7 separate regions of the Mus musculus genome follow, and all the other regions are linked to region 1. Evidence: chromatin contacts called from public HiChIP or PLAC-seq, Micro-C and promoter capture Hi-C data. All regions are on one chromosome and are shown on one strand. Each heading gives the region's core, a stretch centred on a gene start, on an enhancer-like site or on the middle of the called end of the contact. The rest is flanking DNA. Distances are from core to core; before and after follow the strand shown.

Region 1 (3,467 bases), core at 764-3,263:
GTTCTACAAACAGTGCCGCACGTGTGATAGACAATCTGCTCCTGTCAAATCCCTGGGAAGCTAAGGCATCACTACTTGCTACTTGGGAAACTGTAATGGGGCTGCAGCAAGAAGTCAATACGGGCCTTAGGGAAAATGCACCAAGACCCAAGTTAGCCACACAGTACCACAAAGTCCTAGTCTACTTTGCTAACACTCTCCCCAGCTTACTCATCATTAATCAAGTCAACTTAGAAACTGTGAAAAGAAATTTAGAACACATTATGTAACCTTTCTACTTTAAAACTTTATTGTAATATTAACCAAGTTCACATGAAGATTCCAAACAGGAGAAAGATAAGGTCAGCATGTTACTATGTATGTATGTAGGCCAAAGACTGTAGTGCTTTAACTAGACTACTATGGTAACTGCTGCTAAATGTTACAACTTAAACATATATTAATAGCTATACCTAGTAAGTCTATCCAATTCCATTTTCTACAGCACAATGCAATTCTAAGTTTCAAAACATTAAAAGTCCTAAATTAGCTAGTTCTATTTTCAATAATAGATTAGTACTAGAGGTATTGGGTGACCCACAGTGCATTATTATTCTACTCCAGACTGCTTCCTAACCACAAAAAATATTAATGTATGTAACCAACACATCTTCATTCCTGAAAATTATCAGCAGTATTCTTTTATTATAAGTTTTGAGTCAAATGGCCTTTTCACAAAATGTAACTTCCACTTCTAACAAGCTTGCCAAACAAAAACCTGCAACATACATGGTTTATTTTTCCAGTTTGGACTGGAAGGGTTGAAAAGGGCACAAATACTGAATTATCAGGTTTTATTTTAAAAAATAAAAAGCAATTTTTAAAGGTCAGATCAGATATGCGCACACGAGTTTTCCACGACACAATGTCAGAGATCCGGGCAAGTCTTTCCTGCAAGCACTAGGCTTAATTAAGCACACGTATGGAAATAGAAATAGCACTCAGTGGCTCTGCGGTGGAGGAAAAACAAAAAAACAAAAAACAAAAAGCTGATCTGGATATCAAGAGACCTTGGTCTTAGTTTTCTGACACTCCCAAGTGACCTTGGGGAAATCACTCTTTCTAGGGCTTGTCTGGGTAGATCATTTTTAAATCCCTAAAGAATACTAACTTTACTGGATTCGAAATACTTTCGAAATGACCCTCATCATTTCGGGGGGTGGGGGGGAGGACACCACAGGAAACAAGTTAATGGAGCAGAGGCCTGAAGTGCAAACTAGTAGTGAGGGAAGTAGACCCTGACCCAGAAGGCCTCCGCGTGGGATCAGGAACCAGACGTGCCCGAGAGGTGGAGTGAAGGTAGACTAGCCGGCTCCCGACCCCGGCGGGAGGTGGAGCGGAGGTTCTCGCGTGCATTGTCCCCGGGAGGGAGCCATGTTTCCTCCTCCCGGCACTCCCAGATGGCGGCAGGGAGCGCGGGGCTTCCCAAGCAGCCCGCGGGTTTGAAAAGCCAGCAGAAGGCCGATCGTAGCGAAGAATCGCAAGACCCGAGAGTCCTGACCCGCTGGGCCGTGGCCCTGCGACGCAAGCCTCGGGCGGCAGCCACTCAACACACACCAGAGCGACGGTTCCTGATCCGCGCCTTCCGCCGCGGCCCGCTTGAGTAGGGAGGCCGTGCGCAGACGCGGCCCGGTGGCGGCGGCCGTGACCACTGGCCTCCACAGCCCGGGCTGCGGGCAGCAGGCGGAGGCCCTCGAAACTCCCAGGCCTCGGGCCGGCCCTGCGCGGCGCGACCCGCTGCCTTACTCACCGTTGGCGCGCTTGAGGGCATTTTCCGGCCTCTGGAAATAGGCCGGCATCTTGACGGTACGCTCAGTTCACCCGGCGTCAGCGAACTCCCTAGTGGCCTGGACCGGGAGAGAAGGCGGAGGGGAACTAGCGCGAGCTTCCACGCGCCTCGCCAGCAGATGCCCGCGCCCAGCCGGCCAGAGACGGAAAGGAAGGAACCACGTGATTCCCTCGCGGCGGCAGCGCCGCCGCCCGAGCCCCGGATGTAGGAGGCAGGCCTTTGCGCATGTTCCGCCTTTCTCCGCGCGCAGGCGCGCTGGCGTCTCGAGCGCGGGCTGACGTGGCGCTGGGTGCCGAGCAGCGCGAGCTGTGGTGTTCTTTGGTTGCGGGAGGGAACCTTCGGGACCGTTTTCTCCGACCACCTCTGCCCCCCGCGGACACAGAGTGGGAAAGGGAAATTTGCGGTCTGATCTGCGACGAGAAAAGGCAGTGTCTACACAGTCATAGCCAAAATGACGTGCGCGGAAGCAGGCCGCGTTAGGGTCGCATCGCCTCTGCCGGGACCTCTCCTGGAAAGGTTGAAAATACTGAACGGAAGTGCTGACCCCGTATCGCTGGCCAGTGGTGTTCATCCCTGAAAAATAGGTCACCAGTCACTTGATTGACAAGGAAGGGGAGGGAACAAACGAATAATAAACAGAGTTATTTGGTATCCTCCTAGGGTTAGTGTCCCAAGGATTCCCGAAAGAAGGGGAGTAGAAGACCCAGGAACCTGGCTTGTATATTTGAAAATACGCGAGTGTCATCGATTTTTACATACAGCTCACGTCACAAACAAATATAAGAAATGTGTTGGTGAAGAAATGGCTTATTGCAAGCCATGTCTTTTATTGCTACCTAACAAATGTAGTGTTCACAGATTAATTACTATGCTTAGAGCTTGAAAGCCATTTAAACCGCGTCGAATTATTAGGCTCTTGGTAGGAAATTAACTTGAGTTCAGGGCTGTGGCTGTACAGTGGCTGAGCGCTCCTCTAGCACACACAGGGGCCTCCATAATCCCTGGCACCACACAAAGGTTCAGAGAAAATTCAGGAAGAAAAGAATAAATTATTGTAAGTTTATTACATATTTTACAATAGTATGGGACATGTGAGTTAATGAGATACTGTGTCAATGAATGAGGAAACCTTAAAAAATAAATAAAACCTGAGCGTGGTGAGAATCTACGCCTTTGGCCTTTGATCCCAGCACTCAGGAGGCAGAGTCAGGCAGATCCCTGTTAGTTCCAGGCCAGCCTGGTCTATACAGGGAGTTCTATAGACCAAAGCTACACAGAGGAAAACCTTTCTCGAAAAACAAATTAATGAGAAATATTTTAAAGCTATTTAAAGGTCTGAAGAGATACTAATCTTGCAGAGCACTCTAGTTCAGCCACATCAGACTGCTCATAACCACCTATAACTCTAGTTTTGGAGTATCTATCATCTCTGGCTTACCCAACACTTGCATTCACATGAACATACCCACTCAAAGATACAGGGCACACTAAAAACAATAAAAAATATGTTAAAGTTCATTTCAAGAGTTCTTCCTCCAGAATGCTTAGACCATGCTAAATCATGAACTTTCACCTTCCAAAACAAGTACCCGGACAGGATTGGTGTAAAAGAGCATCCAGTATTTACAAGCTTTACCAA
Region 2 (3,820 bases), core at 985-3,484, 490 kb after region 1:
CTTCTAATTAGTGGCCAGTATTCTTAAAATGTCATTTCATATCTATCCTCATCTTGATAATTTTTGCTTTCAATTTTTTTTCCTGAAAGAAAATCTATTCTAAAGATTTATTTTAAAATAAATTCAAATATCCAACATGCATTTGGTAATTGATACATGTCTATGCATATGTTTGTATGTATTTGAGCAAGTTTCATTTAGGTCATAATAGGGCAATACATCTGCAGGGTAGTGGGTGTGGGGGAATAAAGGAAGTGGGAGAAAACACGTGTCTCACCAGAGTTCCAGTGCTCTGGGCAGGCAGTTGCAGAAGACTGCCGCATGCTTTCCACTTGGCCCTGGGTAGGTGTCTGGCTGTGGGAAGCCATTGAATCCCAGCTGACTGGGGGATGGACAAGGGGCAGTCCTAGGTAACAGGTTCTCAATCTCAGGCATTCCAGATGTTGCTGGACACCACAGAAGAGCTGAGAACAAAATGGGAACCCTGGGGTTGGCTCAGTCAGCCCTGGGGACAAAGGGAGGAGAGAGCAGGGGGTGGTTCCCACATGGGTGAGAATCCTTGGTCTGGTCCGTGGCTGGAACACAGAAAGGCCTTCTGGAGGGAGGTTAGATGTGGCTCATTAGGGAAAAGCCTATCCCATGGTTCAAGCACAGCAGGCCTTGATAAGCAGAGACAGTCTATGGTTATAAAGCTTTATTGTAGAAAGGCAGGGAGAAAGAGAGAAGGTAGAAAGAGGGAGAGAGGCTGGCCATGGCCATGTGGAGAGAGGGGGGAAGGGAGAGAGAGAAGGAGGGCTAGAGATGAGAATAAGAAAGGTGAGAGCTTAAAGAGAGCAAGGAGGGGCCAAGTAGCTCCTTTTATAGTGGGCTGGGCTACCTTGCTGTTGTCAGGTAACTGTGGGAAGGGGCATACCTATAGTCAGGTAACTGTGGGGGTGGAGTCTAGCCAGAATGCCAGAAGCTTGGGACATTGTCTGAGTTCTTATAGTCACAAAATTATGGAGTTGGGGGCTCTGTGGTGTCAGGCGCCTGTCTTTGGGAACATGGCTCACTGTTCCGTCCCTTGTAGAGTTTCCTACTGGGTCTCCAGAGAAAGCCTCATTCAACCAAAATAGGCTGCCTTTCACAGCCCCATATACATCCAAGTGTTTTATAAGATACTTTGTTAAAGACTATCCTCCCTTCAAATATGCAGGTATACACTTCTGCCAGGTTCTTAATGCAGAGAAAAATGGCTTGCCTCACCACCAAAGTATCATTGATCAACTTTCTATTTACAAAGGAATGTGATATGTTCACTCTGGTGACTTCTCATCATTATAACTTAATTTCTATGAAACTGTTGAAAACCGGCCTGCAGCTCATAAGAAACAGAGTTTTACCTGGGAGGCAAACTGGGGCTGAAAACAGAGGGGAACTAGGCAGGCGAGAGAGAAATGGAGCCAAGACAAGGTTCCTGATCAAGGCTCAAAATGTTTAATGGCGAATGCACTTATAAAGGAGGGGGGAGGCCCATTCCCGCCAATTCAGTTTTGGAGCCCAGCTGCAGGTGACCATGTACAGGATAGGATGTAGTCTCAGGAATAGCTAGGCGGCCTCTCAGCAGGTAGCAATATCTTGAAGAGGAACAGCAGCAGTGGCTGAACAATAGAGTGATCTAGGAAGGCTCCATCTTAGGTAATCTCCATAGTGGCAGAAAAGGTCAAGGTCTGACTCAGCCTGCTTCAGGCTTGGGGGAGGTTACAATTTCCTCCCTGTTATTAATATTTAAAAAAAAGCTGGACTGAGGCATAAAATTTATTTATGCTCTATAGTTCTGCCTGATTTCTTTGGGCCTAGTGAAGAAACTGCTCTCAGTGGGATTCCCTAACTTTTCTCATGGTAAACCCACCTATTCGCTAGGCCATTGTGTTTGGGTAAGACTGTTTACTGCCTCAAGTAAACACTCTGCACACTAGCCCTGAGCTATTCCGGTTTGGTCCTTTGTAATGCTTAATTAGTTACTGAATAGATAACTTTCTTACTGAATTCCTACTGAATTCCAAGTTTGTTGGCTTCAAGGTCTTTCTAGGACGTTGGAACTCTGGTGAAGGCTTAGCTATGTCAGAATTCAGTCTTAACAGGCACTTATAATAAGATAATACTAAAAGAGAGCACGGGGATCCATACACCAAGACTAACAGGGATAGTGTATGAGTATGAGAACGCCAAAGTTCCAGGAGGTGAATTTCCGTGAAACTCTTTGCCTCGTGAGTACTCCCAGGCCTCTCGGCCTGCCAAGCAAACTTCACTGGAGTGTGCGTAGCATTCTCCCCCTTTCTTATATTTCTGCCGAATTTCCAGAACATCCTGCCTCATCGTAACTACAGATCTCAGGAGTGCTCTAAAGATGAGTGGAAACACAACGATTTACTAATAAAATAGTGCCAATAATAATAGCAAGTAGGAATATATATTGAACCCAATCCAGGGGGTTTAATGCACTTAGGTTATTTTTTTAAATCTCTGGCCAATTCATCAATGTTCCAAGTGTCCAAGTAGCTTTTGCTAATATCTGAAATTTCTGCCTTTATAGCCTTAATATGTGCTATGTCCTGCCCTATTGTTAAGACTACTACTTCTAAGACATTAACCTTTTCCTCCAATTTTTTACATGGCTCTGTGGTGTATTATTAATAAACCACGGCCTCTTGGCATGTACCTCTGTCTAGATTGATATGATTCTGAGATCTGGGTGCCCGTCTTAGACTGTCCGGCCCTCATAGCAAACCTTATTCCTGAATCAGACCAAAAGCCACAATATGTACTTAGAATGCTTCCTCAATGAAGATTAATAACTGCCACCTGCGCTGGTGGAGGCAAGGATGCACACCTGCTGCAGTCAGGCTGAAGGGTTTAATGTGGTAGAAAAGGTCAAGGTCTGGCTCAGCCTGCTTCAGGCTTGGGGGAGATTACATGAAACATCTTTGATAACCTTTACAGTTACACTAAAATAACACTAGCATCCTACTGAGAAGTAGAAAAATAAGGAAATTTCAGTGATATTTGTATGTGCCATATTATGTTTATGACATAGGAGGGATTTTAGTGTAATTTCTATAGAATATGTTCCTCTTTTGTAACAAAAGTGGTCCACAAATAAGTAGGAATGGAATAATGCCATATTGTATTTATGTTTATGTAAAGAATAATATCTCCTGTCTCATCCTTGTTGTTTCATATAATTTATCAATAAATGCTAAACATACACCTATATATTTAATGATTAAATTTGAGGTAAATACAATCAGTTTTTCACCAAAAATTTACCCCTATGGTGTTTTCATTATATGCTCTATAAAATAGGCCCTCACAGAATATTTTTATTATCACACAAAAAAATCTCAATTAAAAATTTTACTAATACAAAAAGAATTTTGGGAATAGACCTTGTGTAATGCTCAAACTACAACCTCCAACTAAACTTTAGGAAACATCAGTTACTTAAGCTGTCTGTGTAGCCTCATAATATAAAGGGCTGTGTTTTCAAACAATTCTCAGCAATCCACAAAATGTGTATTGATACCACATTGGTAACATGTACGCTTATATTTACTAAAATTACTGAGAGAAGTCTCCCAAGATAGAAATATCATAAAGTGGTCAGAGATTAGCTAACTTAGACATGAAAAGAGAAGACGTGTTTCTTAAATAATGAGAAAAAAACTAATAGAAAACTCCTGTGTCACTGTTCTCAAATGTTCCCAACTATCCCACACCACAAATGTTATCCACGCCAGTGACAAGAAATGTAAGCAGTCACCACTATTATTGATAGCCT
Region 3 (3,514 bases), core at 418-2,917, 290 kb after region 1:
CTCTCTTCCCTCCTGTTCTCAGCCCCAGAAGTTCTGAACAACCAGCGATATGGACTGAGCCCTGACTACTGGGGCCTGGGCTGCCTCATCTATGAGATGATTGAAGGCCAGTCACCATTTCGAGGTCGCAAGGAGAAGGTTAAGCGGGAAGAGGTGGATCGCCGGGTGCTGGAGACTGAGGAAGTGTATTCCTCCAAGTTCTCTGAAGAGGCCAAGTCCATCTGCAACATGGTAAGCTCCCGGTGAGCCAGATGCTGCTCATAGGTTGCTGCCCAGTGGTGCCTCCAGCCTCTGCCTACAACACCTGCATATTGGACAGGATACCCTGTGAATCAAGGAATATGGGTTGACGTGAACACCCATGAGTGTGTGTAGCTTTGTAGAAAAGTCAGCAAAGCATAAAGATGATAGCCCAAGTTGGTTCACAGGCAAGTTCCTGCCCTTGAACTTGGCCTCCTATTCCCTCCACTCTGGATTCTAGACACGGGGGACTGAGGACAAGGACTGCAAGAGAGGTGTTAAAGTCCTTGGAGTTGTTGAACATATTCTCAGTGTTCCATTCACTGTGTAGAACGGTGGTCCCAGCTCAAGTTCTGTATGGCAGCATGTGTGGATGGGCAGGACCTTCAAGTGAAGAGATTAGAGTGACTGGAGTGTGTTGGGGCCAGGTGTGGATACTGGACAGCTAAAGAGGAAGGAGTGATAGGGGCTGTAAGGTTCCCTCAGCCAAGGTGGACACTGTTCCATAGCTGGTCCTTAGGCCCTTCCTTGGGTTTGGTATGGAGTCAGCTACTTCCTGCTCTTGCCTGGCTCTCAGTCTCCTAAGACTCACCACAGGAAGATGCCCTCTGATGCTTTCTGTCCTCAAGTGCCTAGATACACACACTTGTAAGCCAATGTGGCAAAGTACCTTCCTCTGGAGCCATACTACACCCTGAGCAGCAAAGAAGAGAGCAGAGAGCAGAGGCCTGAAAGGGGCCTCTCCTCTCATTCCTGAGTCCCCAAGTAGCCCTGGGAAGGTTCAAGGGAACACATACCAGTAGCTCAGGGTAGAGCTTAGAGAAGACCAAGACTAGAAACTTGAAGTAACTAAGCTTCTACATTCAGAGGACCAGGGATCCCTGGGGGCTTGGCTACTTCAACCACCCCTGCTTGGCCACTTCTGTGTATAGAGCTGTGGTAAGGATGTGGGGCTGGATCTGCCCTCTGATCATATCTAAAAGAGGAAGTGTTCCTCTGCTACTGACATGTGTCAAAGACATGATGAAGAAGGTATGTAACATGTAGACCACAACCCCACAACCTGTTAACCAGTCTCAAAGAAGCACTGTCACAGCGGTGCAGTCGGGATGAGGTAGTGGAGAGATAGACAGCAGGGGTTAGGGATGTGGAGAGATGGCTGCCAGTGGTACTTGTTATGTCATGGTCAGCTGTCTGCGTGATGTAACAAGACTATAAGAGGCATCACATTCTTAGGTCAGGAGTCCCAAAAAGCCTGTCTCAAGAAACATCAATAGGGACATGGACATACTGAGAGAATGGAGCAAACATGATCTCTGCTTCTAACCACTACCACTATCACCACCTCTCCACTTCCCCACAAACCTCCATTTCAACCTCAGGTTTTGTGAGCTGAAGCTCTTGCTGTAACCAGGACCAAAGCTGTCCCTCTCCTGCCCCCTTGTGGCCACCGAGGGAAATGTGTTGGCTGAAAAGTGCCAAATGATTGTACACATGAAAGTACCTCCAGAAACCTCAAGCCTTGCTCTGTCTTCTCTTGGGGTCTTGGATTCTGGTCTGGACTTTGTAAGCCACAGCATCTCAGTCTGGCCACTCTGCTCTTATCCCTTTAGCAGGTGCTGACTCAGGCTACTGCAATACCTGACCTATAAACCATAGAGGCAGCTACACAATCAGCAGGGAAGTTGTTCTCCATTCCATCTTGGCAGCCATGCCCCTTGAGAGAGATGTCCACACACCCAGCTTTCCTGTCCCTTGGATCTAATGCTGAATCTGAGGCTCCTGCTGTGCCCCATCGCTGTAGCTTCTCCACACTCCCTTGAGTCCTTCACCATTTGACTCTCCCAGTCATTCCAGATCATATGTGGTCCCCCACATACAGGGAACTTACTCTGTCTTCTCCCACTGCACCCACACCTTCTCTCTTGATAATGTACGCCTGATACCATCCCTGACACCATATAGGTGGGTGTTCTATTCCACCTGTGTGGTATATTTTAGAAATAGACAAATACTAACTTAATAACCAAGCTTTTCAGATGAAGATATTTTATCCTAAAACCCTGATTTTCTATCACTTCTTTTGGAAAGCAGAAGTGTCGTTTACATACCATTCCTTCCTGGTAGAAGCTGATAAGCAACCCAGCCCTACCTCATCCTTTTTTTTTTCATCTTCTTATCCTTGATGATCCGGCCATCTGCCAGCACAGTAGACTCTAGGGGGCTGCATTAACAGGCTCAGCTACTGCACATTCTTGCTTCTTTGGTGTTTCTTGGAATGGATGGAGCATGGCCCAGTTACTTATGTCTAGAATAGAGAAACTTGGGGCCAGAGAGATGGCTCAGCAGGTAAAGCATTTTTTAATGCAATCCTGGTGATCTGAGTTCAAGTCCTGGAACCTCTGTGACAGGTAGAGGGACAAAGCTGACTCTACAAAGTTGTCCTCTGATCTCCATACAAATGCTGTGGCACATACATCGACACACAATAAGTGAACAATATAAAAAATACAATAAAATAGAAAAGAGAAGCCCAGAGGGTAGGCTCTAACCTGAGCCACCAGCCTGAGAGTATACACAGGGCAACTGAAAGCATGACAAAGATATGATCTGATCCTGTCCTTGCTGATGCTTCAGTTCTTCTAACTGGGGAGACATCCTCCTCCAGACTGAGTTTTAGGGGGTGGCACTGGGGAGGCTAGAGCTACAGTCACAGATGTTCCTTTGTCCTTCTGGCCTATGGGCAGATGGAAAGGCCCAGTCATATGACCTCACGAGACTCTCTTGTCACAGCTGCTCACCAAAGACTCGAAGCAGAGGCTGGGCTGCCAGGAGGAGGGGGCCGCCGAGGTCAAGAGGCACCCTTTCTTCAGGAACATGAACTTTAAGCGCCTGGAGGCTGGGATGTTGGACCCTCCCTTCGTTCCAGATGTGAGTAGCCACTATTGCTCCTAGGAGCTCTAAAGTCATCTCTCCAAGCTGTGTTTTCTATCAGACCCTGAGTTTTGCCTCACACAGTGCCTCAAATCAGCTAACCCATCTGGACTACCAAAGATTGCTCACTGCTCCTTCCTATACTCGACTACTTTGTGGCAGTGTTACAGGTCTCAGTGTCAGAATATGTACAGATGGGGTGTGAACTGGTTGTTCAGAGATTTAGGTACTCTCTCCAGAATAGGGCACCTAGACAACCTTCAGGTCCTTTTCTGTCCAGTGAAGTCCAAGACACCTCCCCTTTCTGAATCTGCCAGATATGTTATATTGAAGGTTGAAA
Region 4 (3,556 bases), core at 244-2,743, 440 kb after region 1:
GGCTGCGGGGGGGACAGGGAGTGGGAGGGTGGGGGAGCGCATTGGGGTCACGACCGGAAGTGACATCATTGCGGGACAAGGCCCTCTCTCCCTACCCCCACGTACCGAGACTCGCCGGTGTATCCCCGCCTCCCGCGAGGTCACGGTGCATGACGTCACCGTGACGTTCCCCGCGGCGGTGTCGCAGGCCCAGGTCAGCGTCCGAGTCCAGGGGTCGAAGGTCAGGTTGAGGGCGGAGCCGGCGTCCGGTGTGGTCGGAGCTGGAAGGGGGAGGAGGGTGAGGTGGCTCTGTTGGACGCGGCCCCGCCCACCGTGACTTCCGACCCCGCCCACCTAGCGTCACTAACCCAGAAGGGCCTGAGTTCCCGGAAGCAGTAGCGTGGAGAAGAGCAGGGCGAGCTGAGCCAGGGGGGTGATGTTCATGGCATGTGATGACGTCATCTGTCAGTCAGATGAGTGGGCAGAGCCGAGGTGTTATCCTGTCTGGCGCACTAGGGTGGGCGGGGCATTCTCTGGCCCCGTCCCACCCACTCACTACAGCATGATTTGTGGTGGGTACAGAGGCTGGGCTCTGCCATCTGAGCCATGCCCCTGTCTCAGCTCCTCTCTTGGTGACGTTATCCTATTGATTCCCCGTGAATCTTTGCTTATATGTGGACCCGCTTTGTCCGCGCGGTGGGGAGGCGGTCGAGGGGATCGGGGGTCGCCCTGCCTGCCTGTGGCCTGACTGTGTGTAGGTCAGACCCTTTCCCCCTCACGCTCCACCGCCGCCTGGACCCGCCTTTCCCCAACCCCGCCGTGCTCCAAGCTCAGCTGCAGCCACTTCCTTTTCTCCAGTCCCCACTTCCTGTCGGGCCAAGGACGCTCGCTCGCGGGGAGTGGGGAGGGCGGGGGCGGCGTCCGCGGGGTCTCCGCAGTCGGGCTTAGGGGCGATCCGCAACTCCCCGCTTCCCCCACCCCCCACCCCCGCCCCGGGCTTTGGAGGAAACGCACTTGAAGCCATCCCCCTGCCTCAACTCCACCATCTCCAGACCCCTGACTCCTGGAGGTGAACCACATCTCCTGACCCCAGTACTACACAGAGGTCAGAGGTTGCGGGGGATTGGCAGGCGGAGGCCACGCCCCCCAACTCCGGCTTCTAAGCCCCCCTTGGCCTCTGTTACCTCTGACCCCACCCCAAACCATCCCCAGGGCTCAGACCCACGGGTGGTGGGGACCTTGTACCCGAGACCCAGGGCACACACAGTAGGTCTGCATGTCCCACTGCCCCCCCCTTCCGGTCTCTCCGTCCCCTAGCCCCATCGTTTTCTAAACCCCAGGGTGTGCTGGGCACACAGTAGGGCCAGGTGGGAGGGGCTTCTGGGTGACGTCATGTCAGGCAGGGTGAGGTGGAAAGGGGTGGAGGGGCTCTGACCTGAGACAGGGGGCTTCCTGCGATGGATGGTGAGGCCTGGGCGCAGCGTCTGTGTCCGTCCGTCTGTCCGTCTGTCTCCCGCTTCCTCTTCCTCATCTGCAGGTTGGGAAACCTAGAGGGGAAGGAACAAGGCAGGCAGGGGTGGGTGGCTGGGTGGGGCCCGGTGACGTCACCGGGGGCGGGGTCCGAGTGTCCCGTGCAGGCAGCATGATGTCAAATGCGCACAGTAAGTATACGCGCCAGGCGGTTGGCCCGCTGTGTGACGCCATGCAACCTCGTGCAGTGGGGCAGCACACCGGGACGTGAGCCTACTGTGTGGCTGTTCGGGCGCGTCACACTGCCACGCACACAGCCTGGCTACACACGGTGTGACGTCAGTCACTGCATCTGACCCCTTGTGGACACAGTGTGACCACTCAGCACAGTGTGACATCACCGACAGTCTTACCCTGATGCACACAGTGTGACCACACATGTGAGCACGCGCTTACACAGTGGGAAGACTCTGACATGCAAAGTCTTGATCCTGTTGATCATATTGATAAGGGTTAGGTTCAACAGGTGATCCTTAGGTTCACATCTCCTTGCGTCATCGTTAATTTCCAAATTGGGGAAAACCAAATCTGGATGAAACGGACAATTTTCTACACAGCACAGGCACCACAGTTAAAATCACGGAAGCCACCTAACGGTCCCAGGACCCAGAACCCAGAGACAGCTGTGAAGTCTCCCACCCAAGACAGCCCAGGGTCAGGCGGGCCTGGTGGATGCTTCCACCCAGCTCATTCTGTGAAGCCACACACACACACACACTGCGCGGAGATGGACGTTTCTGTAAAATCAGGAACTCGTCACAATTTCTGTCCACAGAGGACTCATGAGAGATTTTCTGTCGTGTTTAATGTTCCAAACAGATTTTAAAAACTGGTAGAGTGTGTATTAATGTCTGCTTCCGAAGATGTCATGTACATTTAAGAGGCATTTAAACTATTATGAATTATTTTAATGACTTTAAAAATATCAATACTGAGTTGTATGTTTTAAGATAAATTTTATTAGTTTTAAAAACCTACATGGTATTGTGGGGAATTGCAGGCTGGTCTCCAGTCGATCTGAGGTCTGAACCCCGATAGTCATAATTCACCCTCATGACACGGTAGGCATTCCCTCATGCTCCTTACCACCTCCCACAGCCCCAAGAGAAGCATGGTCAATCTGACCTTCAGGCTAAACTCCTCCCCAGTTACCTAGCAACAGGGAAGACCATAAAAAGGGGTGCTTAGCCCCCACCTCGCTCTCTTACTCCTTTGTCCTCTCACCTCTCACTTCTCTCACTTCTCTCCTCTTCCCTTTCTCTTTGTCTTCTTCTTTCCTCTCCTCTCTCCTTCTTTCTCTTTCTCTCTAGCCTTTCCTCCCTCCCCCCTCTCCTCTCTCTTCTACCTTCTCTCTTTCCCCTGAATTTCTATAATAAAGCTCTTAAACCATAGAGTCTCTGCTCTGCTCCATCAAGGCCCACTGCACACTCTGGTTAGTGTTGGGAACTTCTTCCCCCATTCCCTCTCTCCCACAACCCTGGTGGCTTTAGCAAAGTAGCTCTGGGTGGGGGGTCCCGTGGCAGGGCTGCCCCTTGGCCACCCCCTGAAGAGTGGGATAGAGGAATGCCCACCCAGGGATGAGTAAATAGGGTAGGTAGCAGCCCTCCCACACCTGACTGACCAGAGAATAGGGAAACTCTGGCGGGGTGTGGGTATCTTTTTCCTATCCTACTTACCCCCACCCCCACCCCAGGCCTCCCCTTTATTTTGTCCCCAACATGGTATTGGTACAGAGGCAGACATGTTGATCAGTGGAATAGAATTGAAGAACCAGAAATAAAACCACACACTTATGGTCACTTCATCTTTGACAAAGACGCCCCCCCCAAAAAAAAACAATGGAAAAAAGAAAGCATCTTCACTAAATGGTGCTGGTCTAACTGTCTGTCTGTCTGTAGAAGAATGAAAATAGACCCATATTTATCACCTTTCACAAAGCTCAAGTGCAAGTGGACCAAGGACCTCAACATAAAACCAGATGCACTGAATCTAGTAGAAGAGAAAGTGGGAAAGAGCCTTGACCTCATTGGCACAGGGGGAAATTCCT
Region 5 (3,522 bases), core at 847-3,346, 450 kb after region 1:
GGTGGCTATGGGGGACTTTTGGTATAGCATTGGAAATGTAAATGAGCTAAATACCTAATAAAAATGGAAAAGAAAAAAAAAGATAGTGTTAAGTGTTTGCTGTTTCAAGGGGAGGCCCCAAGGCCTGACGCTATTACTGAGGCTATGGAATGCTCACAAAAAGGGACCTATCATGACTGCCCTCCGAAAGGCCCAACAAGCAGCTGAGAGAGTCAGATGCATATATTTGCACCCAACCAACGGACAGACCCCTGTTGTTGAATTAGGGAAGGCTGAAAGAAGCTGAGGAGAAGGATGATCCTGTAGGAGGACCAGCAGTCTTAATTAACCTGGACCCCTGAGATCTCTCAAACATTGGGCCATGAAACAGACAGCATACACCAGCTGATATGAGGCCCCGAACACACATACAGTAGAGGACTTCCAGGTCTGTGTTCATTCAGAGATGATGCATCTAACCCTCAAGAGAATGGAGGCCCTACGGAGTTTAGAGGTCTGGTGGGGTGGGGGCATCCACGTGGAGACAGGGTGGGGTGGAGAGGAGGTATGGGATGTGGAGCAGTTGGAGGGTGGATGGTGGGGGGGGGGGCAGGAATGGAATCTGGACTGTAAAAAATGAATTACAAATAAAAATAAAATTTAAAGGAAAGGAAAGAAAAGAAAAGAGTCTAATGCTGTCCATTTCCTGGACATAGTGTCATAAAGGATGACTTCATGGAAACTTCCTCCACTATGGTAGATGTGGTAGTGTCAGGGCCCCAACAGAGTTTTAGTATGTCTGTATGCCCTGTGCTCTATTTGCAGATGGGTACTTAGATAGCTCTGCTTATTCTCTGATGTTCACAGTAAAACTAAAATAGACTAACTCCCACTTTTACAAATAGACATATTCTCCCATCTAAGTATCTGTTTCAGCTTGAAACTCATGCTGTATCCATCCCTGGAAGGATAGCAGATAGTAGCCCATGCTGATAATCCAAGATATGATCTCCATTTCAACATCAACTAATTAACAACAACAACAACAAAATATCAATCTCAAGCTGTATTTCCCCCTTCTATATCTATCAGTTCACTTTCTGATTTTATAATTTAATACTTGATTCTGTGTCAGTACAAATAAAACCTGATTAACTTAGTTATTAATTTTGGACGAGATAAGTTTAGCCGCAAGCAACATGCTTATTCACTGGTGAAGATGATGTTTGCTGTGTCACAGAATGTTAGAGGTGCTGAAAGGTACAGAAAGGGAAAACTGCACTGTGGTCAATGAGTTTGGTACCAACATACTCCAGTCAGAATGCATCTGGATCCCAGGGAGCTACATTAGTAACTTAGGAAGGTGATATTAGTTTATATGTGATATCCTTGCTTTAGGGGTGGCTTTCAATTTCCATCCTTTATACACAGCCACTAAGGAAATTCAGAGTTCAGCACACAAATAGTAAGTCAAGCCTTTATATAGAACCATTTATGGGTAGTTGTGAACAATCATCTATTCATGCTAGGCATGAAGCTGATGACAGAGCAAAGTAAGAATAACACCAACAATCAAATAGGTGAAGCATGGAGTTTTGTGGCATTATTTAGAGAAATGGGGATTAGCAGTTGTTTTCAGGAACAAAAAACACCTAATGAGAGCTGCCTCAACACATTCAAACTCAGAATAGTTGACAGCTCACAAAAACTGGAAACCTGGTGTACACTGAGAAACCTGTATGTAGTTCAAGAGGTCGAAGAGCCAACTTTCCAGAGAGCACAGCTGCCAGGGGACAGCAATAGGAACACGTTAGGACAAAAGTCTTAGAAGTTAATGTCAGAAGTAAGAGTGGGGAAATAAGACCTACAGAGAACCATACTTTTCCTGGATTGACTAAAAAGTGAACAGGACCATTACAAGACAGAAGGTCCCCCGAGAAGGAGGTTGGAGAAATGTTCCCAAGACATATTTGCTGCATTGAAGGAAGCTTAGGCCTCTCCCAATGTGTTTCATTCATTGCTTGCTATTTCATTTTCTTACTTCCTCATTGCTAGAAGAGTCAGCCCCTCCCACTTAACTGTCTGCATCTAAAACTCACCACTTCTTCTTTCTCAACGTTTCTATTCTGAACAAAGTTCCTCATCTGACACTGCAGATTCTATCTCAATGTTCCAGGCACTCATGCTCCCTGGAGGAATGTCATTGGCCTCCATTTAAAATGGGAGGGTAACACTTAATACTGTTCAACCTCAAACAGGCCATAATCTCCTCACTCTATCCCTTGAAGTAGGATGATATTAGTGTCCTTTGTTTCAGGATGGCATGGGAATCTGACACTCTGGTGAATGGAGTACTTTTTAAATTCACTTTACATCCCAACTTGCTCTCCCCTCCCCTGAGCCCTCTCACACAGTCCTCCCCCTTATCTCCACTTCTCCATTGATAAGATGGCGGCCCCCTGACCCTGGCACATCAACTCAATGCAGTTCGGGAAGCGTAGTCCCCAGACATGCAAAAGGGTTAGAGATAATCTCTGTTCCAGTTGTTGGGAAGTGCACATGCCAAGTTGCACATCTGCTACATATGTGCAGGAGGCCTAAGTCTAGTCTGTGAGTGCTCTTTGGTTGATGGTTCCATCTCTGACAGTCCCCAAGAGTCCAAGTTAGTTGACACTGCTGGTCTGTCTGTGGACTTTCTATCTCTATCAAGGCCCTCAATTTTTCTCCCAACTCTTCCACAATAGTCCTGAAGCTCCATCCAATGTTTAGCTGTGAGTCTCTGCATCAGTTTTTGTCAGCTGCTAGATGGAGCCTCTTGAAGTACAGTTATGTTAGACTCCTGTCTGCAGGTATAATGAAGCATCATTAGTAGTGTCAGGGATTGGGCTGGAGAGATGACTGAGCAGTTAAGAGCACTGACTGCTCTTCCAAATATCCTGAGTTCAAATCCCAGCAACCACATGATGGCTCACAACCAACCATAATGAGATCTGGCACCCTCTTTTGGTGTGTATTAAGACAGATACAGTGTAATTAGATTCAATAAATAAATCTTTGGGCTGGAGCGAGCAGGGCTGGAGTGAGCAGAGCCAGAGTTCAATTCCCATCAACCACATGATGGTTCACAACCATCTGTACATCTACAGTGTGCTCATATGCAATCAATAAATCAATAAATAAATCTTTTAAAAATAGTGTCAGGAATTGGTGTTTGCCCATAAGATGGGTCTCAAGTTGGGCTGGTTATTGGATGGCCATTCCCTCAGTTTCTGGTCCATTGCCCATGCATGTATTTCTTGTGGACAAAGTAAATTTTGTGTGCAAAGTTTTGAGGGTGTGTTGATGTCCCTATCACTCCAATGGGGTTTCTTTCCAGCTATAGGAGGTGGCCTCTGCAGTTCCATATTCCCAAAGCTATAAGTCACAGTGAAGTTCACCACAATTTATTTCTGGGAGCCTCACCCCTTCATGATCTCTGGCAAGATTTAAGATGCCCCTTACTCCATTATCCCCACAAGCTGAAGATTTTCATTCATTCTCCTG
Region 6 (3,457 bases), core at 407-2,906, 260 kb after region 1:
TCTGCCCATTTTTAAAGCTAGTTGTTTGTCTTTTTGCTGTTGACTTGTAAGAGTTCTTTGTATTGTTGGGTTACGGGTGGAAGCCAAGAAAACTCACTTTAGATATGGAAGCTTAAAAATGAAAGCTTTATTTTCTGAGCGCTTAGGAAGGCAACCAGTTCAGGATCTGAAGTGCATCCCCAAAGGGAGGTTGCACAATATTTTTATAGGATGGGAACACAAATCAAGGGGCAGTGGGGCAGGCTGTTGCATTGACCAATCATATCTAGATACAAGGGGTTAAGTAAGGTAGTTACACTGGTGACTGGACCTTATCTGGGTCACCTGGTTTCAGGGGCCTTGATTCAGATTTTGCAGCCAGGTCTCCTCCTGGACTCTGGCCTAGAATTTTAGAATGATAAGAAAACAAAGAACTGGCAAGCTGCACTTACCTAGTCAATTAAGCCAAGACAAGCAACATATTTATGACTTGTGTGTCTTAGTTTAGATAGTGGAATAACAGCATCTTTTCTCTTTATATCCTTTACTGGTTAACAGACAAATATGAAACATCTGAAGAAGCAAGATAGGAGTTGAGTTCCAGGGCATGGGAGAACTCAGTTTTGACCCTGCCAGAAAGGTGGGACTCATACCTGAGATGGCTGAACTCAGGAAACTATCTCCTAATAGCATGTCCAAGATATAAATCTTGTCTCAAATAAATGTTTTGAAACTATTTTCTCTATTGTGGGCCCTTTCTTTTCACTTTCTTGATAGAATCATTTGAGACATTTATAATATTTTGAAGAAATTCATACTTCATGCCTGTTACTTATTTTCAAATGGCTTGTGCTTGGCTTGCCTTATATGCTTTTCTAAGAAGTCCTATGTTCCTCTGGAAACAGGATGTGTGTAGAGAGAAAATGAGCAAATTGTGGTATATACTTGATGTCTCGTAAGCCATTCTTCTTCTGGAGCACAAAAACACTGATGTCTGTCAGAAAGATCAGGACCAGGCCTGACTCTTCACAACAGCCTTGGAGTATAGCACTGTACTGAACTGACTTCTTACAGTTGTGTGGATCTTTCCAGCAACTCTCAGAGCATTCATGCAACAACTTTACAGACCTGGCAGCTGAGGTCTAAAAAGAGAAGCTAGCTCAGGGTGGAGCCCTGAGTAACTTGCCTAAGCAGGGTTAGCTATAGGACATTTTGCTGTGGCTCATTTTAATTGAGCTCACAAACCATTGTGCTGGGTCTGCATTATTGAAATCTTAATGACTAAGGCTTGGCAGGTGGCTCCCACTTAAGTTGTAATTTTGCTGAAAAGTATTAGTGGATCTATATGAAACTCAATGCTAGGGCATTGATGCCCCTTGCCCACACATACTCACAATCACTGAACACAAGCAACCTAGAGGAAAGTGTTTGTAGTTTATGCTTCCAGAACATAATCTATCACTGAGGGAAGTTAGAGCAGGAACTTAAGGCCTATATGGGGTTCTTCCTAGACAGGAAGGGTGGACAGGTGAGATGAGCAATTGACATGAACCACTGTAGTATTCCTCTTTGGGATGCTGGGAATGCCCAGCCCAGGTGGTATTTAGAGTTTATTTTTGACCAGAGGTCCTCAGGCAGGATGTTGTTCTCAGTGCCCTATGCCGACATAGGGCTGCCTCTTTGTTTCCATAAACAATGACAGGGTAAAACAGGGAAGTTTGTTCCTGTTATGGGGGAAGCAACCCATCAGCCTACTTTTTCACAAAAGAAATTTATCCCTAATGTTTGTTTGGCTCTTTGAGAAAACAGCCACTTGAAAAAAAGAAAAGGAATTATATGAAAAGCAACAGTGATTCCAAGTTTTCTTTCTTCATTTCTTTTTTATTCATTGCACCATCTCAGTGGTACTTTTTTCTACCCCACACATTGCACCAGGATGTTGAGCAAGACACCTCCAGCTGGTTCTCAGCTCTGGCCTGAGGGCAGTCAGCTAGCTCCTTGTTGTCAGGATGCATAGTTAACAAGCCCTGCTAACTTCCAAGCCCTGGAGCCTGTGTTAGTAACTTTTGCATCCCTGCCATGCATCATGCATGGCAGAAACAACTTCAGAGACAAAGGTTTATTTTAGCTCATGGTTTTAGGTAGTTTCAAAGTTCACACAGCAGGGAAGGCATGACAAGGCAGCTTCATCTATAGTAGAGAAACCTTGAGGTATGTTCTAGTTTCTTTTCTGTTTCTGAACAGAATACTCTTACCAAAAGCAGAGGAGGAAAGGGTTTCTTAGGTTTATATTTTGAGGTCCCATCATTGAGGGAAGTTGGGGTAGGAACTCAAGTAGAACTCTTAAACAGAGACCATGGAGGAATACTGCTTGCTGGCTTTCTCTTTAGTTTACTTAGACTCATGCCAGCCTAGGATCAGTTGCCTAAGGAATGGTACTTACTGCCCATAGTGGGCAGACCCTCCTATATCAATTAACAGTCAAAAAATTCCTCATGTTGTGGAAGACCAGGAAACAGGGAGTACAGGCTGGCACCAGGGCATGTATAACTTTCAAAGGCTCTTATGACCTACCGTCTTTATCCAGGCTCTACCCCCTAAAACTTCCACAGCTTTCAGAATAGTTATCAAGCTACAAACCAAGCATTCAGAACATTAAACCTTTGAGGACATTTCAGATTCAAACCAGAGCATCATCTTATTTAGTCATCTAAGTGTGGGATTAAGGGAGTGAGTGCAGCACTAGATTCAATACTATCAGCTTTCGTAGATCGCATCATGTGTGCAGACCATGAATACAATAATAAGCAATTTTCTTTTAAGTCATGTTTTAATTGAATGAGCTAACTGGAAGTAAAGCTCTGAATTGGATGAACCTCTCTTAGTGTGTAGAGATTAGTATGTGTCAGAGGTGAGCTCATGACATACTAACATGCTGTTGAGACTTGCTGTATGAGACTTGAAAGAGAATTGAACAGGATAAACTTTTCCCTGAGTGCCTCAATGTCATTTGTCACTTTGGTTCTCCTAAAACCATTAATTATCTTTGGAAATGCTCTCTGCTCCCTACCTAATGATGCACTATGGGATGCTGGCTTGATGGTAATTAAAATAGTATGGCCTGGAACAAGGACCAGGTGACAACAACCCTGGTGGAGGTAGTATAAGAATACACTGACCCATTCGTATTAGATATGTTTCCTGTTATTTTGACTAGTTCCTGGTAGAAATAATGTCACGAAGGAAATATTTATTTTGGCTCACTGTTTTAGAGGGTTTTGGTTGATGGTTGCTCAGCTACATGTGTTGGGGCAAGAACATCATGGTGATGGGAGTATGTAGCTCTTCCCCTCACCTCGTCGTGAACAGGAAGCAACAGGAAGGGACCAGGGAAAGTTATAGCCTGCAAGAAAAACAAAAAACCAAAAAACTCTTAGCATTCAACTTCATCTTACCAGGCCCACCCTCCTACAGTTCC
Region 7 (3,855 bases), core at 1,147-3,646, 480 kb after region 1:
TGTTATCCCCTTTCCTTGTTTCCCCTCCAAAACCACTCTATCCCTTTCCCCCACCCCTGCTCACCAACCCATGCACTCGCACTTCCTTACTTGAGGGGCTACCTCTTCTGTCTTGTATGTTTTTTTCACCATGTAGAAAGACTTTGTCTCTCATAAATGAACGAATACAGAAAAAGATATTCATCCATCTTTACATGCATTACATTCATGCATGCATGTACAATGGCTCAGTGGACAAAGCTGCTGGCTGTTAATGTATAGGTAAAATATTAAGGCCTAGATGGAATGTTAAGGACTGAGGAAACTATTAAGGCCTAGATGGAATGTGAAGGCCTATGTCAGATTAGTTAAGGGCTAGGTAATCTCTTACCTGTTTAGCCTGCCATTTTGTACTGTTAACTACTATTATAAGGACACTTTCTCATAGCTTGTTTCTGCTGTTACTGCCAGAATTGATTACATATTCTCATTGGATGTGTCCTCAGAAACTAATCATGATAAAAGCCGATCAAATGGCTTCCTTTGTTCTATAGTTATCTGCAAAAGGCTTGGACCCAAACCAACCACCCAGCAGCATTTCCTGCACCCACCCATGTATACACTTTTCTGGCATTTGCTCTTAGAAGCTGCCCTGGGGATGGACCCCCAACACAAGAGAGACACCCGCACCTATTCAGTGCAGAGACTACTTGGAATCAGACTTCTATTTTGAGTAGGGTGTGAGTGAGTAAAGTGTAAGTTCCCAAGGCCTCCCAGGGAACTGACATCTTACTTGGAAGAAAGAGACTTGTATGTGGGCAACTGACTTCCTGGTTTGCAAGTTAAGACATGAATGTTAGACAAGGCAAGTCCCCCTGCCACAGTCAAGTACCCCAACTAATGGGAGCAGGATAAGTATATAACAAAGATATGTTTCTAAGGAATTCCCCTATCCCTAAGTCCAGATTGGTGGAATAACTTGGTATAGATGTTTTGTGGATTTTAGGCATAGAAACCCTGTAGGATCTTCACTCTAGGTCACAGTTCAGCTCTGGAACCTGAATTGTGGCCCTGACTGATAAGTACTGGGACATATGCAGTTCTGCACAGACAGTCAGACAGAGGGACAGACAGACAGACAGAGGGACAGATGGACACACACACACACACACACACACACACACACACACACACACACACACACCTGCTAGCCAAGATGCCTGACGACCTGATTTTATTAGTGTGTGTGTGTCTCCATGGCCAAGCTAGCACCCCCCCCCCCAGAATTGTGTTTCAGAGATCCTTATTTATTTCTTGTGCCTGTGCTTGTATATGACCTAGGCTACACTTCCTGAAAACCAAACCAAACCAAACCAAACCAAACCAAACCAAACCAAACCAAACCAAACCAAACAAGTATGGCTGCCTGCCTGCCTATGAAGAGAAATGATATCACGAATCAACTAAAACTATCTCCTAAGTCTTCCTGTTTCTCTTTCTTTTCTATCTTCTTTCTTTTTTCTTTTCTTTTCTTCTCTCTCTCTCTTTTCTTTTCTTTTTAAATTTTATTTTTATTTTTTTCATACAGGGTTTCTTAGTGTAAGCAGTCCTGGCTGTCTTGGATCCCACTTTGTAGACCAGACTGTAACCTGTAAGAGCCTGCTTCTGCTTTTCAAATGCTGGCATGAAAGTTGTACACCACTATGACCAGCTAAGATTCTTATCTTTTTTTTCTTTCCCCTTTCTTTCTATGATTCTAGCTTTTACCAGGCAGTGGTGGTAGCAGAGGGAGGTGGTGGATCACTGTAATTTTGCAGCTAGCTTAGTCTACAGACTGAGTTACATCAAAGGAGTTCCAGGATGACTGATTATATTTATCTTTTATTATGCATTTTAATTAAAATTAACCAAAAGAATTTAGAATGACTGATTCAGGGTCTGGCATTTTAACGTATTATACAAAAGCAGGAGAAAAAACCATGAGGCTGTCTGTGGATGGTCTAGGGTTCTGGCTGTTTTTGGGAGCTTCCTTGTCATGAGCTTTGCACATGCAAACTGGGCCACCTAGAGGCTGGTAAAGGCAGCCTGGAAACAAAAGCAACCTGGAACAGTAGGTCACATGATGGCCAGCCACCTCCATCTTGATGAGGTCTGTCAGTGGACAAGATGGCTGCCATCCACATGTGGTCTTCCATCTTGGTGAGGTCAATGTGCAACTGAGTGACAGAACAAGGAAGTAGAAACAGACACACAGGCACAACACGTTCATTCTGTTTTTGGATAAAAGACACACAATTTTTATTATTTACAGTAAGCCTTAAACAGCACTACAAGAGCCGGCCAGATATTTACCCTCTATGTGATAAGAATTTTCTTTTTTCTTCTTTTAATTCTCAGGACCTGCATGGTGGGTTCTCCTAGGTTCTGGTGCCCTCTTCTGGCATGCAGGCATATAGGCAGCAGATAGAGCACACAAATACATACATTGAAAACTAATAATAATAATAACCAATAAATGAAAAGAAAAAAGATTGTAGCTTCTGCCCAGCTGCATGGGTAGCAGAGGCAGGCAGGCAGAGAGGACCTCTGTAAGTTTGAGGCTACCCAAGCCTACAGAGCAAATTCCAGGCAGGGCTGCTGAGGTACACCAAGAGAAACCCTACTTTGAAGCAAAATAAGACAAAGCAGAAAAGGTTCTGGCTTTTATTTTACAGACATATTTTTCTTCTAGTACTATTGACTATCAAACTTTGATCATGAAGGCACGTTGGATTTTATGACAGAATTTGTATGTGTGTGTGTTATATTTCAGCTGTGATTGCTGTCACTTGTCATCTAGTGGGCTTGTGTTTGGTTTCTTTCTTTCCATGTCATCTATCAAGTCGGGGCCATAGCACCCTTTCAGCCTCAGAAATCCAGAGCTCACTGACTCCTGGAGAAAGGGTGCTAGGGGAGAAGGAAAAAAGAAATCTCTGGGGCAGGGGCAAGACTTGAGCCTTCTGGTCGACCTGATCAAGCTGCCACCAACCCTACCATTTTTCCTAATAGGGCGTACAGCAACAACCCCTGCCCTGTAGATCTCCCGGTACAACCTCCTTGGTAGAGACTCTCTATCTCCGAGATGCACCCGCCTGCTTGCCCGACCCTGGCCGCCTCATCGCAGGCACTTCCCTGTCCTGTGTCACCAACCGGAGAAGGCAGGAGCGTTGCGGAAACTTGTCAACACTAGGTGTCGCCCGTCAACAACGGTCTGGATCAACTAAACAAACCAATACAGATCGCTCACGCGCCGCCACATTCACTCACTTATTCCGTCTCTCCCGACGGTCCTCCCTAGCTTGGGGGGGTGGGGGGGGGGCGGGGAAGGGGAAGGGGTGGGGGACGACACTCACGCACGCATGATGGAGCAGCGTACCCACTCACCACTTCTCCCGAGTGGCACAAACGGTCCCCATCGTCCCACCCGAACATAGCGAACGCGGGCTGGACTCAGACACCCAAAAACGAATGTATGACAGGGAGCTGTGAAAACAGGCGAAATCACTCTCTAAGTCAAAGTACGTGGCTAGCGAATCGGTCAGCGGGGCAAGGGAACAGGCACAATTAGGGGAAGGGGCTACAGTAAGGGGAAGGGAGCATCTAAGCACGGTGGAAGAGGAGGGTGGCTCGCGATCTCAGTTCCACTCCATTTAGGTCTCATTTTAAAAACACTACCGCTTGGGGTTTGTTGTTTTCTGGTGCTCGCTGCCACCCGCCCGCCGGCCACCCTCCCGCCCTCATCGAACCCATGTGATATACACACAACATGGCCCCTGCACCCACAGCTCAGAGAACATGTAAAGGGACTAGAAGATGGTAAAATCTGGAGGACTAAGT

What was found. Promoter capture Hi-C pulls out the DNA fragments that hold promoters and counts their contacts. A called contact is a pair of places that touch in the nucleus more often than the background predicts. HiChIP or PLAC-seq counts read pairs in DNA pulled down with a chosen protein or histone mark.
Region 2: a contact with region 1 is called in an H3K27ac HiChIP or PLAC-seq map of trophoblast stem cells, with 8 times the contacts expected there. The contact joins the enhancer-like site here to the promoter of Eif3a in region 1. A contact is called at or near these places in 8 of 115 datasets of contacts at active chromatin or transcription factors (the 230-238 cell line, bone marrow-derived macrophages, embryonic stem cells and 4 more).
Region 3: a promoter capture Hi-C map of pre-B cells shows a contact between it and region 1, with 4 times the contacts expected there. The contact joins the enhancer-like site here to the promoter of Eif3a in region 1. A contact is called at or near these places in 13 of 39 promoter capture datasets (the 3T3-L1 cell line, 3T3-L1-derived adipocytes, the C10 cell line and 10 more), 3 of 15 datasets of contacts at CTCF or cohesin (the NIH/3T3 cell line, large pre-B cells and pro-B cells), 4 of 484 Hi-C or Micro-C datasets (B cells, nephron progenitors, neutrophils and 1 more), 25 of 115 datasets of contacts at active chromatin or transcription factors (the 230-238 cell line, DN3 thymocytes, the NIH/3T3 cell line and 18 more) and 4 of 9 other capture datasets (adipose tissue, liver, macrophages and 1 more).
Region 4: a contact with region 1 is called in a Micro-C map of embryonic stem cells, with 7 times the contacts expected there. The contact joins the promoter of Csf2ra here to the promoter of Eif3a in region 1. A contact is called at or near these places in 10 of 39 promoter capture datasets (the C10 cell line, the HPC-7 cell line, embryonic stem cells and 5 more), 17 of 484 Hi-C or Micro-C datasets (B cells, CD4 T cells, LSK cells and 10 more), 21 of 115 datasets of contacts at active chromatin or transcription factors (the 230-238 cell line, DN3 thymocytes, Th17 cells and 14 more) and 2 of 9 other capture datasets (adipose tissue and liver).
Region 5: a contact with region 1 is called in an H3K27ac HiChIP or PLAC-seq map of bone marrow-derived dendritic cells, with 10 times the contacts expected there. The contact joins the enhancer-like site here to the promoter of Eif3a in region 1. A contact is called at or near these places in 9 of 39 promoter capture datasets (the C10 cell line, the HPC-7 cell line, embryonic stem cells and 4 more), 1 of 484 Hi-C or Micro-C datasets (embryonic stem cells), 10 of 115 datasets of contacts at active chromatin or transcription factors (the 230-238 cell line, bone marrow-derived dendritic cells, bone marrow-derived macrophages and 6 more) and 1 of 9 other capture datasets (liver).
Region 6: a contact with region 1 is called in an H3K27ac HiChIP or PLAC-seq map of acute myeloid leukemia, with 2.1 times the contacts expected there. The contact joins the enhancer-like site here to the promoter of Eif3a in region 1. A contact is called at or near these places in 2 of 39 promoter capture datasets (the C10 cell line and liver), 5 of 115 datasets of contacts at active chromatin or transcription factors (T-cell acute lymphoblastic leukemia, acute myeloid leukemia, bone marrow-derived macrophages and 2 more) and 1 of 9 other capture datasets (pancreatic islet).
Region 7: a contact with region 1 is called in an H3K4me3 HiChIP or PLAC-seq map of bone marrow-derived macrophages, with 3 times the contacts expected there. The contact joins the enhancer-like site here to the promoter of Eif3a in region 1. A contact is called at or near these places in 1 of 39 promoter capture datasets (the C10 cell line) and 12 of 115 datasets of contacts at active chromatin or transcription factors (the 230-238 cell line, bone marrow-derived dendritic cells, bone marrow-derived macrophages and 6 more).

What each region holds. Positions count from the first base shown.
Region 1 is chr19:60,788,680-60,792,146 of GRCm38.p6, forward strand. Eif3a (eukaryotic translation initiation factor 3, subunit A) reads right to left here and starts at 2,014. Exons shown (of 22, transcript NM_010123.3): 1 at 1,790-2,014. The coding sequence starts at 1,838.
Region 2 is chr19:61,283,262-61,287,081 of GRCm38.p6, forward strand. No RefSeq gene overlaps it. Among named protein-coding and RNA genes, the nearest start is that of Csf2ra, 57 kb to the left of the region's middle. Within about 2 kb of position 2,235, at least 7 of the 459 cell types and tissues checked have an H3K27ac peak or open chromatin away from gene starts, as enhancers often do. A contact at or near this core is called in embryonic stem cells and trophoblast stem cells, where this site is marked.
Region 3 is chr19:61,083,039-61,086,552 of GRCm38.p6, forward strand. It overlaps Grk5 (G protein-coupled receptor kinase 5), which reads left to right. Exons shown (of 16, transcript NM_018869.3): 12 at 23-231; 13 at 3,034-3,171. It also overlaps a transcript of Zfp950 not described here. Among named protein-coding and RNA genes, the nearest start is that of Zfp950, 56 kb to the right of the region's middle. Within about 2 kb of position 1,668, at least 120 of the 459 cell types and tissues checked have an H3K27ac peak or open chromatin away from gene starts, as enhancers often do. A contact at or near this core is called in the 230-238 cell line, B cells, DN3 thymocytes and 10 more, where this site is marked.
Region 4 is chr19:61,226,925-61,230,480 of GRCm38.p6, forward strand. It overlaps Csf2ra (colony stimulating factor 2 receptor, alpha, low-affinity (granulocyte-macrophage)), which reads right to left and starts at 1,494. Exons shown (of 12, transcript NM_009970.2): 1 at 1,415-1,494; 2 at 348-441; 3 at 106-260; 4 at 1-2. The coding sequence starts at 441.
Region 5 is chr19:61,242,830-61,246,351 of GRCm38.p6, forward strand. No RefSeq gene overlaps it. Among named protein-coding and RNA genes, the nearest start is that of Csf2ra, 16 kb to the left of the region's middle. Within about 2 kb of position 2,097, at least 87 of the 459 cell types and tissues checked have an H3K27ac peak or open chromatin away from gene starts, as enhancers often do. A contact at or near this core is called in the 230-238 cell line, the HPC-7 cell line, bone marrow-derived dendritic cells and 4 more, where this site is marked.
Region 6 is chr19:61,051,040-61,054,496 of GRCm38.p6, forward strand. All of the region lies in intron 4 of Grk5 (G protein-coupled receptor kinase 5), which reads left to right. It also overlaps a transcript of Zfp950 not described here. Among named protein-coding and RNA genes, the nearest start is that of Gm22520, 39 kb to the left of the region's middle. Within about 2 kb of position 1,657, at least 31 of the 459 cell types and tissues checked have an H3K27ac peak or open chromatin away from gene starts, as enhancers often do. A contact at or near this core is called in acute myeloid leukemia and bone marrow-derived macrophages, where this site is marked.
Region 7 is chr19:61,263,410-61,267,264 of GRCm38.p6, forward strand. No RefSeq gene overlaps it. Among named protein-coding and RNA genes, the nearest start is that of Csf2ra, 37 kb to the left of the region's middle. Within about 2 kb of position 2,397, at least 152 of the 459 cell types and tissues checked have an H3K27ac peak or open chromatin away from gene starts, as enhancers often do. A contact at or near this core is called in the 230-238 cell line, bone marrow-derived dendritic cells and bone marrow-derived macrophages, where this site is marked.